Regions from separate parts of the Mus musculus genome. Here all the other regions are linked to region 1. The links are chromatin contacts, called in public HiChIP or PLAC-seq maps. All regions are on one chromosome and are shown on one strand. Each heading gives the region's core, a stretch centred on a gene start, on an enhancer-like site or on the middle of the called end of the contact. The rest is flanking DNA. Distances are from core to core; before and after follow the strand shown. Region 1 has its middle 17 kb from the start of Gm36227. Region 2 overlaps Gm35835 (a long non-coding RNA gene). Region 3 overlaps Gm46143 (a long non-coding RNA gene).

Region 1 (3,821 bases), core at 876-3,375:
GGTGATGGTAAGCAGCAGTGTTTGTTAGGCCCTGTAGAACTCCCGGAGGAAAAGACGGGGCCTTGCAGGCTCAGTACACCTCTTCCTCCCTACTTGCAAAGAACTGCTCAAAATCAAGCAACCAGGCATGATTGGCACCCAGAGTCACTTACTGTGCTAGCCAGGAGCCTGGGGCTCAAAATGCTTAAGTGGGTGACCATTTTATACCGCTGGTCAGGAAACCCAGTGACATTCTTTGCTGCAGTGTTCGGCCATGTGGAAGGCATTGGAACTGGGGGTTTGGCTGGGCCAGATCTTGTTACCCACTGAGATGCCCATGGCAATGTGTGATGGGAGCCTGTTCCAATGCCTTGGGCAGATAACATGTTGAGTCCCAGTTCACACCAAGAGCCGGTTCACTTACACAGCAGAAGGTTATTTGGGGTTCACTTAGTCAAGACTAGAGGAAAAATCCCAGCGCCTGTGCACCAGCATTCCTGCCTCCAGCTTTAGCATCATTGCAGACCCCAGACGGTGTGTGGCAGCGGGTTAAGGGTGTTAAACATAGGAGGCCTTGCTTGCATCTTGCTCCAGACTGGCAATGACAATGAATTATTAGAAAAACCCAGGGTAGTCGACACAAAGCTGCCTCTTAAATGCTTATTTTTTCAGCCTTGGTCCATTGGGCACCACTGACCATCCACACCCTAAGATACTCTAAAATACCCCACCTTCACAGTATTCCACTTCATTTTAACATAGCAAAGCATTAATAGTCTGGCCGAAGTGTTCTCTCTCTCTCTCTCTCTCTCTCTCTCTCTCTCTCTCTCTCTCTCTCTCTCTCTCTCTCTCTCCTCTCTCTCTCTCTCTCTCTCTCTCTCTCTCTCTCTCCCTCCCTCCCTCCCTCCCTCCCTCTCTCTCTCTCTCTCTCTCTCCCTCCCTCCCTCCCTCCCTCCCTCCCTCCCTCTCTCTCTCTCTCTCTCTCTCTCTCTCTCTCTCTCTCTCTCCCTCCCTCCCTCCCTCCCTCCCTCCCTCCCTCCCTCCCTCCCTCCCTCCCTCCCTCCCTCCCTCCCTCTCTCTCTCTCTCTCTCTCTCTCTCTCTCTCTCTCTCTCTCTCTCTCTCTCTGTTTTTTTTTCCTGGTGGCCTCCCTCCCAACTCCATCCCCTTCCATCTCATTGGCTCCAGACAAGTACTGGGGAACCAATGAGATTCCTCTTCTTCATTCATGTCCTAGCAACAAGCCCAGTTCCAATCTTTCTCTGCCAAACTAACACCTGAAAAATTACATCATGAATAATGGCAAAAAGCAGCAAGGGCCAGAGAAGGGCTTTTTTTTTTCCCCCTTCAACTGTCTGCTGCAGAGTTCATTTAAGGTGTTTTCGTCTAGATTCTTAAAGCAACAATGTCCTAGGTTTTTGCTGATCTTTTTCAGCATACATACATACATATATATATATATATATATATATATATATATATATATATATATGCTGTTATCGAATGAAGTAACAGCTTTTGAAGCTAAATAAAAGGAAAACATTTTAATGGGGTTCACTGTATAGCCGTCCACACACACCCCTCCCAAGTCTGCGTTTAGAGGAGCGGAGGGGAATTAGACTGCTCTCCTATATTCTTAAGGAAAGGACGAAATTGGCCCAAGCCTCACAAGGCAGCACATCCACCCACTGTTCAACACAAAAAAAACGTAGTCCCCTTCCTGGCGGTGCCCCCTGCTCTTGTTAAATATCCCCTAGGCCCCTTTCATTACTCTTTGGGGATAAAGAAGCCATTCTTTATGAGGATCATGGAGCCAGGGAATGAGGTACCTGGAGAGTCTTCCCCGGAAGTGAAGTTGTATAGGGTATGCAGAGTGGGGGTGCTTTAGTGCGTTTAGTTCCGTACACGTGGGGGCAGCGAATGCAAACTCGTAGCTGGGGAACCACCACAGGGACAATGACATCCAGATGACCTGGGCGGGGGCGGGGGGTGGGGGAGAGGAAACTGAGAAAGAGAGGTGAGGTGATGTGGTGTGGGCTTGCAGGAGGATGATGGGGGAGGGGGATGGAGGCCCTGGAGGGGGTCGGGGCTGTGAATGGAAAGGTCCACCCTTCTAGGCATTTTTCAAGTCCCAGACGCCGCTTCCGGCTTCCCCCACCCCACCCAGTCTAGAGCAGACGCGCGCGAGGAGACTCAGACACAAAGGACCACAGCCCTGCGCAGGAATCGAAGGGGGAGGGGAGGGACACCTGCCCGCGTGCACGTGCAGGGGCGCAGCCAGGGAAGACCCTGTGCTCAGTCTCTTGCTCTCCCCTGCAGGATCTATGCGTGGCAGGATCTGGCAAGGGCCCCAGGAGTCGGCTACAGGGGGTGCTTGGCTGAAGGAGCAGAAAATAGGTCCACTGGGTGCCTGGCTCCCTGATAGTGTTTGCTGATCTCCTCAGCCATAGCCTTGGCAGCAGGTGGTGCCTCCAGACAGCCTGCCTGGGTGCTTGTGAAAGCGAGTAACTGCATAAATTCTGCGTAGGAAAGAGAACCATGCCAGCGAAGGGACTAGGTGGAGGAGGGAAAAGGGTTTGTGGGAGCTTGCTCTTCGGAAGGAGGTAGAGTCGGTAAGCTCATAGTCACTCCCCCACACAGGTTACACTAATGTTCTTGCTCAACTGCTGCCATGGCGGGTGCGGGAGGAATCACCGAGTGGCCTGAGGGGCTCTAGGCAATCCGTGTCTTTTTATCTACCTACCAGGGTTTCAGCCTGTTTTCCTGGGATCCAAGAAAGAGACCCAGGCTCGAAAGCATCCCAGCGCACAGTGCAGAGAATTTGGATGATGCTCTGATATTTGGGAGAAACAGGTGGTCGTTCAGCTCAGTGAAAAAGTCACCAGGGGAAGGAGCCCCACAGCGGGGTCTTCTGTTGCATCTTTCTTGGGCAGGGAGGTCTAAAGCTGTGGGATCCTGTCTCCTCCCCAATGTCATTGTTAGTGACAGAGGGAGGTGTTGCAGGTATGCAGGGGTGGGGTGGGGTATGGCTTCCACAGAACTCAGTCATGCCAGTGCCAGCATGATACCCTCCTTGGTACTGGGCAGCAACCCTGGGTTGGGGTGATATTCCTACCTCGAAGGTTTATGTCCCCACACCACCCGGGGCCTCTGTAGTATAACTTGTTTCTGAATCCCCCCTCCCCCCTCCCCCCCAGCCTGGTTCCTTGTCCTTATTGTCCTTCCTGGGACAGGATTCTTCTGGCTAGGCTTTAAGAGTTGGTTTTCTGAGCAGGAGTGATGGCTCAGTGGGTATGTGTCTGACCTCAGTGCCCCCACTGCAAGATGAGGATCTGAGATAGAAGAATTCCCGGGAAAGCTCATGAGCCCTGTCACACAGAGCATCGAGCAAATGACCCTGTCCCAAACAAACTAACAACGCAAGGTTTTCCTTTAACTCCACAAGTGTGCCTGCATTCTAACACATGAACACACACACCAAAATGACATTATGCACACACATACACACACACACACACACACACACACACACACACACACACACACACACACACGGAGAGACAGAGAGAGGCAGAATCAGACAGAGACAGAGAAATTGAGATTTTAAAAGTTGGTTTCCCCCTGGGCTCTGTTCTGGGCCCCGCTTCCTCCTCATGTTTTTGCTTTTGACTTCTCATCCTCTTGTAGGTTTTGATGAGCCCCACTATTATTGCCTACAGCCCCCCAGTAAGGTGGAGTCATAGATCCCTCATCTTCTCCGTCCTTCTGTTTCACTTCTTGGCGGTATTACTACTCTTTAAATAAAGAATGCTTTTGTCAGAAGAGTTGTCCAGGCCAGAAGTTT
Region 2 (3,821 bases), core at 588-3,087, 240 kb after region 1:
AGTCTTCTTTACTCCCCTGTGGAAGAATTAAACACATCTCCTTCTACTTTCTACATTGGACTGTGGAAAGTGGCAGATCTGTGCTAAATGACCCTGTGGATTGAGGGGGACTAGAGTCTTAATCTTTTGCCGATCTCTGGCTTACACTTTCTGAAGCTGGCTTGTTTGACTAGTAAATCAACTCTGTGTCGATCCAGTTCCCTGCATTTAGGCCATGATTACTCCCCAGCCACAAGAGAAGGAACCTGGTGCTCGGCAAGTCTATCATCTACCTCTCAGGCATGGTGCTAGACCGTAAGAATAAATTCAAAGAGCTCAGGGAAAGAGAGTGTGCCTGCAACCTGCTCTCAGCCCAATAGTCGAAGGTAGATGATTAGATGTCATTAGAAGAGCCTCTCTAAGCCCCGGGACATAATTAACAGAATGGTGACCACCTGCTGTCAGGTGCCAGCATTGGGGGTAATTAGTAAGCCCAGTACCTAAGGATCACAAGGTCTAAGAAAGGAAAGAAGCAGAGAGAAAGACAGAGAGAGAGAGAGAGAGAGAGAGAGAGAGAGAGAGAGAGAGAGAGAGAGAGAGAGAGAGAGAGAGAACACATTCAAAAAGGCAGAGTGAAATCCCAGAAGAATCTGAGAGTTTAGAACAGCAATCTGGAAGAAATCAATCGGGTCCTTTAGGAGCTGCTGATGTCACAGCAGCTAAGCCAGCGAAGTGTCACTGAACCTGAGCACCTAGGGATGTTGGCTGACCTACTCACAGCCCAAAGCCACTGTCACTGTGCAGCAGGGTCTGTCGTTTAGCATCTTACAAATAAAGGAAAGGAAAGCAATCGATATGCAACATGACGAAAGCCTGGGAGAGCCAAACCCGGTTGGCAGGTCACAGGCCCGAGAGAGGCGAGAGAGACAAAAAGGGCCTGGAGATGTCAGCCTCAGATTTCTCAAGCCACACAAAGGCTGTTGGCTTTCAATACACACTGCTTGCCTCTGTTCATGGGAGAAAGGGGAACAAGGTGGTCAGTGTTAAAGGAAAGAGGGGGACAAGCGCCTGACGACAGTCTTGGAGCTGAATTTAAAAACATCAAATTAGAGGCATGTGCGCTGAAATGAGGCTCCGCTGCCTGGGAACGCACCTCCCTAAACAAATGCAGCAATTACGACGGCTGGTGCTTTGGCTCCCGGGTAGCACATTGAACACTGATGGGGGCCAGCGAGCCCACTCATTTCCCAAATCGCCCCTTTCACAACATCTCCACGGGAAAGTTAGGCCTGTCAGCTCGCTGCTTTGATGGCCACTAATACGACATCGCTCCAGGAGGACAAAGCTTAGTGTATGTTTCGACACTGTTCACTTAGCATGTTCCGCAGCCAGCAAGAGTTCCTAGCAGAAATCTCTCTGTCTTTTATCTTTAACATTTTAAAGGCTCAAATCAACTTACTAATATTACGAACCTAGACTTCATAATAGTATGTACACACACACACACACACACACACACACACACACAGATGCTCCTAAGAATTGTACCAAATGGTGGCCCTGCATCCATACATAGCAGTCTAGATTTTCTCTGAAATTCAGAACCAACTGACCCAAGCACTCACTCACAGGGCCCTGGAGTTGATACTGTAGCTACCAGGCTACATTCTTGACTTCCTCCCTAACATGGAGTTCCCATAAACTCTGTTGTTGTTGTTGTCTTGTTTCTGGATCTCTGGGTTTCTTTTAACATCCAGCTCCTAGGACCCCTGAGTTGGCCTTACTCCTACCCTGCTCTCACTCCATGTCTCCTGCCTTGTCTTATCTTCCTAGTCAAGGCTTCCAACTGCTTTTTGTAAGCAGTCATTGTTCAGGGTCTTGGTGTGACCTGAATATATTAGGAAGGTGGCAGGAGATCAGGGAAGGAGAAAAGAAAGAAAAACAGCAGAGCAGAAAATGCTCTGTGTGCAAGGTCTTTCCCAACAGAAAGCAGTTTCCTCAGGAGTTAACAGTGATGGAGTTTGTTGGGTGGGTTTTAATGTGTTCTGTCCTGAGCTTCTTGTTTCAAAAGACTTCACAACCAACATAAGTGAGGCTACTGTAATACAGTGCTAGCAAAAAATGGAGGCTATTACATAAATATGAAAGAGTAGGGGTTCCTAATAATTACCCTAATATTTGTTCCTTTCAGTAACAGACTTTGCCCTGAATAGAGTTGGGTGGTAGCCCCAGCCTCATTACTAACAAAGTTCCCAGCCTCATCTATCACAAAAAATACTTTCATACTCAAATCAAAGAAACATGTAACTGCCAAGTCATCAGAGATACAGGGACAAGGACTGTGGGTTAAAGGTCAGAGGGCTAGGAGCTGTGAAGAAAAAAAATAATCACAACATACCCAAGAGAAGTAAACTGATTCAAAAGTATGTAAGAACAAGTAAGTTTCTGCTACCTTCCAGTGGGCCCAATGTGAGCAGACACCTTGTGCTTCCAATATCATGCATCCCCTACACTAGATTCTCTACACTGTAACCTTAAATAAACTGTCATTCCCTCAAAAGAAAGTGTGAGCTGGGGTTTAAAAGTGGGGCTCAGTCTCTTGTGAGGCTATGCCAGGGCCTAGCAAACACAGAAGTGGATGCTCACAGTCAGCTATTGGATGGATCACAGGGCCCCCAGTGGAGGAGCTAGAGAAAGTACCCAGGAGCTAAAGGTATCTGCAACCCTATAGGTGGAACAACAATATGAACTAACCAGTACCCCCGGAGCTCTTGTCTCTAGCTGCATATGTATCAGAAGATGGCCTAGTCGGCCATCAGTGGAAAGAGAGGCCCATTAGTCGTGCAAACTTTATATGCCTCAGTACAGGTGAATGCCAGGGCCAAGAAGTGGGAGTGGGTGGGTAGTTGAGTGGGGGGCTATGGGGGACTTTTGGGATAGCATTGGAAATGTAAATGAAGGATATACCTAATTAAAAAAAAGTGGGGCTCAGTGGTTAAGAGCACTTGTACCACATGGTTTCTACCACCGGCATGGTGGCTCACAACCATCTGGAACTCTAGTCCTGGGACATCTGATGTCCTCTTCTGAACTCCATAGGCATCTACACACAAGAACCCATGTAATACATATTTTTAAAACAGTACTAAAGGAAGTGAATAACAGTAAAAACACTAAAAGACTAATGCTTTGACAAAAATGGAGTGAAGGGATTACATCTTACCAACAAGAACCACAAACCCTCTTTCCAGTGGAGAGGTGTGCCATGATGAAGAATTGGAAGATTGCAATGAGTTGATCTCCATAGACTGCGTTGCAGATTGCGCATAGGCTGATTAAGAACCCTAATAGTATTTTTCTTTGTGAAAATCAGATTCTAAAATTAATGCATACATGCAAGGTACTGCAAAGAACCAGACACATTTTAAAATAAGGAAAAATGCTGGTGGATACAATTGTTTGGTTTAAGACTTAGAAAGATTCAGACATCAAGATACCGAGGGGGGTACAACAGGCGTGGGAAAGTCCAGAGTCTGGAAAGAGACACACAGATCCACATGCATGATAGTTTTGAGGGTGGTTCTGAGGCAATTCGATAGAAGCAAAGAAAGTCGTTTAACAAATAGTGCTGTTTTATAGGAAGATGCTATGCCAAATAAAAATAATCAAGAAAGAAATCGGACCTTTACCTTGTGCTGTGTTAAAAAAATGAATCTGAGAGAGACCATGTATCAGAAGCACAACAGAAATGCAGCTTATGTGCAGACAAGAATAATAAAAGACACGGAAACAGAGCAGGTGGGGGGTGGGGTTCCTGGACCAGCAAGATGTCTCTTAGTGAT
Region 3 (3,821 bases), core at 689-3,188, 170 kb after region 1:
ACCACAGAAACCCACATCAGGATTTGGCATCATAGGAGCACACAGGCTGAATTTCCCACAATCCTTTAGTCTGGGCACCTTAACCAGCTTATCATATAGCCACAAGAAGTACTGCATGCCTTTGAAAATATCTGTGGCCTTGTGGTTTGCATCCCACGGAGCCACATTGGATTGGGTAAATGTCAAAAGCTCTTTTGCCACAGGCCGTATGAGCACTCAGTGGTTTCCCTCTCTGGCTTCTGACTGTTTAAAGCTTATTTTAAAGTTTCCCACCAAGTCTAGATTTTTTTCTTATTACTGTTACCATTTTGCCTTATCAGTTCACTTATTAATTCATTTAAATCTATGCCTTTCAAATTGGATTTCCATTTAGTTGATGATTTACTTAATCAGTCAATAGAAAGGGTCCAAGAATTGCAACCGCTCCATTTCCAATCATTTGTGGATCCTAGGAAAGGTCACTTCTCCCATCAAAATCAGAAGGAGCAGGCTCATGGCAAGCAAGTCAAATCATTAGATTTAACATTTCCAGACGTTATCCACGCTGATAATTGTTGAATTGCATAGCACACTCAAGTTTTAATGGCATTACAGCAAAATGACCCTTCACTCTAGGGTATTTTCTGCTTTAATGCATCTCCTTGGATATCATATAAATCTCTCACCTATGGTCTCTCCTGTGACTGGTTGTTACAGGAATACAACCCACCATGGTTTACAGAGACAGACAGTGTAGGTCCTCACATTCAAAGGCTAACATGGCATCCCCATGGGAAGTGGGGAGAGGGGCTAAGAAGGGCAGCTTTCTTTGTCTTCTTCCCTGAGTTTCCATCTTTCTTCTTCTTTCATCAAACCTTTCCTAACTTAACCTCTCTTTGCTCTGCTCATCCCAGAACATGACTCGTTTCGACCTTTATTTAGCTTCTCAGACCTGGCTGCTCGTTAACTATTACTTACCTCATCTACTTTAAACAACGAGCTTGTGAACGTGTTCTTCTTATGCTTCCTGAAGGATAAAACTGAAGCTCACTGGGTCTGAGCCTGCCCAGGGTTGACCAGCTTTAAGCCCCAGTCTGGCTAAGCAGCAGCAGTTCTGTCTCCCAAAACCTCCCATCACCTGCATTGGCTTCTTCTTGCCTCTCTAAGCAAATCCTCTAACTTGGTTCATAGTTTATAGTGACCAACAACTCATCTTGTCTGGAGTTGTCAGTGAGCTCTTGTGCTCCTTTTCTCATGCACTGGTCTCTGCTGTTTGTTACCCTGAAGTCTGCAAGGACAGAACACGTGTGCTCTGTGTGCTCTAGTGATCCCTGGGAAGCACTCTCATACATCGGAAGGGACACCAAACCTGAATGCTCACAATATGAGAGTCCACTCGGGGCTTCATTTCTTATCTGTGTGGCCTTTGACTGAGCCTACTTTTCTTTACTTGATTGAGAGAGAGAGAGAGAGAGAGAGAGAGAGAGAGAGAGAGAGAGAGAAAGAGAGAGAGAGAGAGAGCTATAAAGCTTACCATAGTGACACATGCCTAAGAGCACCAGTACTTTCAAGGCAGATGCAGGAGAAGGAAGTATTCAGGACCTTCCTTGGCAACATAGCAACTTTGAGCCAGCCTGGGCTACCTGAAATGTTTTTTGCTTTTTTTTTTTCTTTCTCCACACACAATAGATATAACACCTATTAAACTTGCTAGGTGAGGCACTATAGAGACATTCCCAGCCACCTTTCAAACCCCCTCACAGAGCATGTCACTCTCAGGAAGTGTTAAGTCACGTGTGCTGATTTCTGAGCCTGGGAGAATGGTGTCCTGGGAGACTAGTACTTCATGTCCCAGCAAAGCAGCCTCAGCACAGCCTGGTGTTCTGGCCTGAGTTCCTGCTGGGTGGTGAGAGCCAATCAGCAAAAGCCTCGAGCTGTTCCTCCCCTGAACAATGGAAACGTGGAATGGTGTGACTGGCCAGGTGCCAGGCAGCTGTTCTGTGAGTCCTTGGAGGATAGCAATGGTCTCACATTGCAGAGAGGGATTTAGTTAAACCTGAAGAAGTATTTCCTGAGTATAGGCACCACGAGAGGTTGGAATGTAAGGTTAAGAAAGGCTTGAATGCCTTTCTTTGGGAATAGTGAAAAAAGAAGAAGGGGGAAAAGCTCCCCCAATCCATCTATGTGAGTGCTGTGCTGCCAAGAGGCAGAAAGATGGATTTGTTCCTTTGAGAGCAAGGAGTTGTCAGTATTGAGAAACAGGGTCTGCTTCTTCTCTCCCCTCACCTTTCATAATAGAGAACTCTTCAGTGCTCCCACAGAGCACCACAAGCCTCACCTGCTCTGATAACTGACCACACCATGCTTCTCCCCTCCCTCCCCAAACATCTGCTTCAGCTCTTTATCAGCATCACTTAACTGTACTGAGTGTGTAGCCTCCAGTGTGTTCAGGAAATGGGGTTCCCTGAAGCAAGAGACCAACCTCAATTAAAGCTTCAGGTGTCCAAACAGACCGTGGAATACACCACGAAATGTCACCTGAACTGCCTTCCCTCTGTGAGCAAGCAGCACTTACTGTGGGTTTTTCTTTGTGACTACATTCCCCAGAATTCTGTCTGCTCCTCCACAGCAAATGCATCCTTATTGGCTTTGTGAGTTAAGGATATGCAAAACCTTGTACTTCATTGTCTTACTCCTGCCAACAGAATACGTGCAGGTAAAAGTCACTGGTAAATCCCCCAGATGAAAGATAAATGAAGCTTTTGAGAGGTACAGTATTGGCGAGGCCTGGATCCACAAAATCGTTAACCTTTAGAATTGTGGAAGTCGTCAACCCAATGGTAAAGGGTGTGGCTTTCTACAAACATTGTGGTGAGCACCTTGGCGGAATTTCCAGCCCCACACAATCTCTCACAAATGACCTCACTCATCCAAGTGTTTTCAATCCTCTTAGCATCCTACAGACACACTTGGTCCTGGCCTGCTAAGAACAAAGTGCCGATGCCTCGGTTCAAGCTCAAACACTGTGTTTTCGAGGCTTGATCTTTATCTACTTCAAGGTCAAGACTATTTAACTGTGGGTTTATTTCATGGAACTGTACCATTTGCTGATTTCTTCCCAAGAGATCTTTGGAGTATTTCCTGGGCCTTTGGATCTATGAACAGCATGCTCGAACTAGAGGCCAAGAATCTGGTTTTTGTTTTTGTTTTTGTTTTTTGTTTTGTTTGTTTGTTTGTTTACAGCAAATGAAACTAAAAGTGCTTTAGATTTTAGATTCAAAAAACAGTTGGAGATATACCCATATATATATATGTGTGTGTGTGTGTGGTTGTGTGTATGGTATGTGTGTGTTTGTGTGTGTATGTGTGTCTGTCTCTGTGTGTGTGTGTTTAGATATAGATATATTTGGGACAGCAACCATGTCTAGACATGCAGTCATTTGCGTGTAATTTGTGTGTGAGGCCTGTTGTTGATGTTGCTGTAATAAAACACCACGACCAAAAGGGACTTATGAAAGATAGAGTTTATTTTGACTACAGTTTCAGAGGGGGAGTCCATAATGGTGGGGGAGGCATGGAAGCTGACAACGGGAGCAGCAAGTCCAGAGATCACTCCTGCAAAGACCAAACCCAAAGTAGAGAATGAAGCAGAACTTGGGCAAAGCTATAAAACTCTTAAAGCACCCCATCTCCTCCAGTGATCTTCCTCAAGTCAGTGCCACCTCCAAAGGTTCTATAACCTCCCCAAGCAGTGCCACCAACTGGGCAGTAAATGCTCGAATTCTTGAGCCTGCGGAGATCATTTCCTGGGCAAATGACCACAAGCTCTATGTGACTTTTAA

What was found. HiChIP or PLAC-seq counts read pairs in DNA pulled down with a chosen protein or histone mark.
Region 2: an H3K4me3 HiChIP or PLAC-seq map of embryonic forebrain shows a contact between it and region 1, with 4 times the contacts expected there. The contact joins two enhancer-like sites. A contact is called at or near these places in 6 of 484 Hi-C or Micro-C datasets (brain, cortical glia, cortical neurons and 3 more) and 8 of 115 datasets of contacts at active chromatin or transcription factors (astrocytes, craniofacial prominence, embryonic basal ganglia and 5 more).
Region 3: a contact with region 1 is called in an H3K4me3 HiChIP or PLAC-seq map of embryonic basal ganglia, with 2.1 times the contacts expected there. The contact joins two enhancer-like sites. A contact is called at or near these places in 4 of 484 Hi-C or Micro-C datasets (cerebellar granule neurons, cerebellum, embryonic fibroblasts and 1 more) and 7 of 115 datasets of contacts at active chromatin or transcription factors (craniofacial prominence, embryonic basal ganglia, embryonic limb bud and 4 more).

The regions. Positions count from the first base shown.
Region 1 is chr9:41,934,200-41,938,020 of GRCm38.p6, reverse strand. No RefSeq gene overlaps it. Among named protein-coding and RNA genes, the nearest start is that of Gm36227, 17 kb to the right of the region's middle. Within about 2 kb of position 2,125, at least 142 of the 459 cell types and tissues checked have an H3K27ac peak or open chromatin away from gene starts, as enhancers often do. A contact at or near this core is called in brain, cortical glia, cortical neurons and 9 more, where this site is marked.
Region 2 is chr9:41,695,332-41,699,152 of GRCm38.p6, reverse strand. All of the region lies in intron 2 of Gm35835 (a long non-coding RNA gene), which reads left to right. Among named protein-coding and RNA genes, the nearest start is that of Gm35835, 40 kb to the left of the region's middle. Within about 2 kb of position 1,837, at least 52 of the 459 cell types and tissues checked have an H3K27ac peak or open chromatin away from gene starts, as enhancers often do. A contact at or near this core is called in brain, cortical glia, cortical neurons and 5 more, where this site is marked.
Region 3 is chr9:41,764,813-41,768,633 of GRCm38.p6, reverse strand. It overlaps Gm46143 (a long non-coding RNA gene), which reads right to left. Exons shown (of 2, transcript XR_001779341.1): 2 at 3,489-3,821. Among named protein-coding and RNA genes, the nearest start is that of Gm46143, 6.4 kb to the right of the region's middle. Within about 2 kb of position 1,938, at least 95 of the 459 cell types and tissues checked have an H3K27ac peak or open chromatin away from gene starts, as enhancers often do. A contact at or near this core is called in craniofacial prominence, embryonic basal ganglia, embryonic limb bud and 2 more, where this site is marked.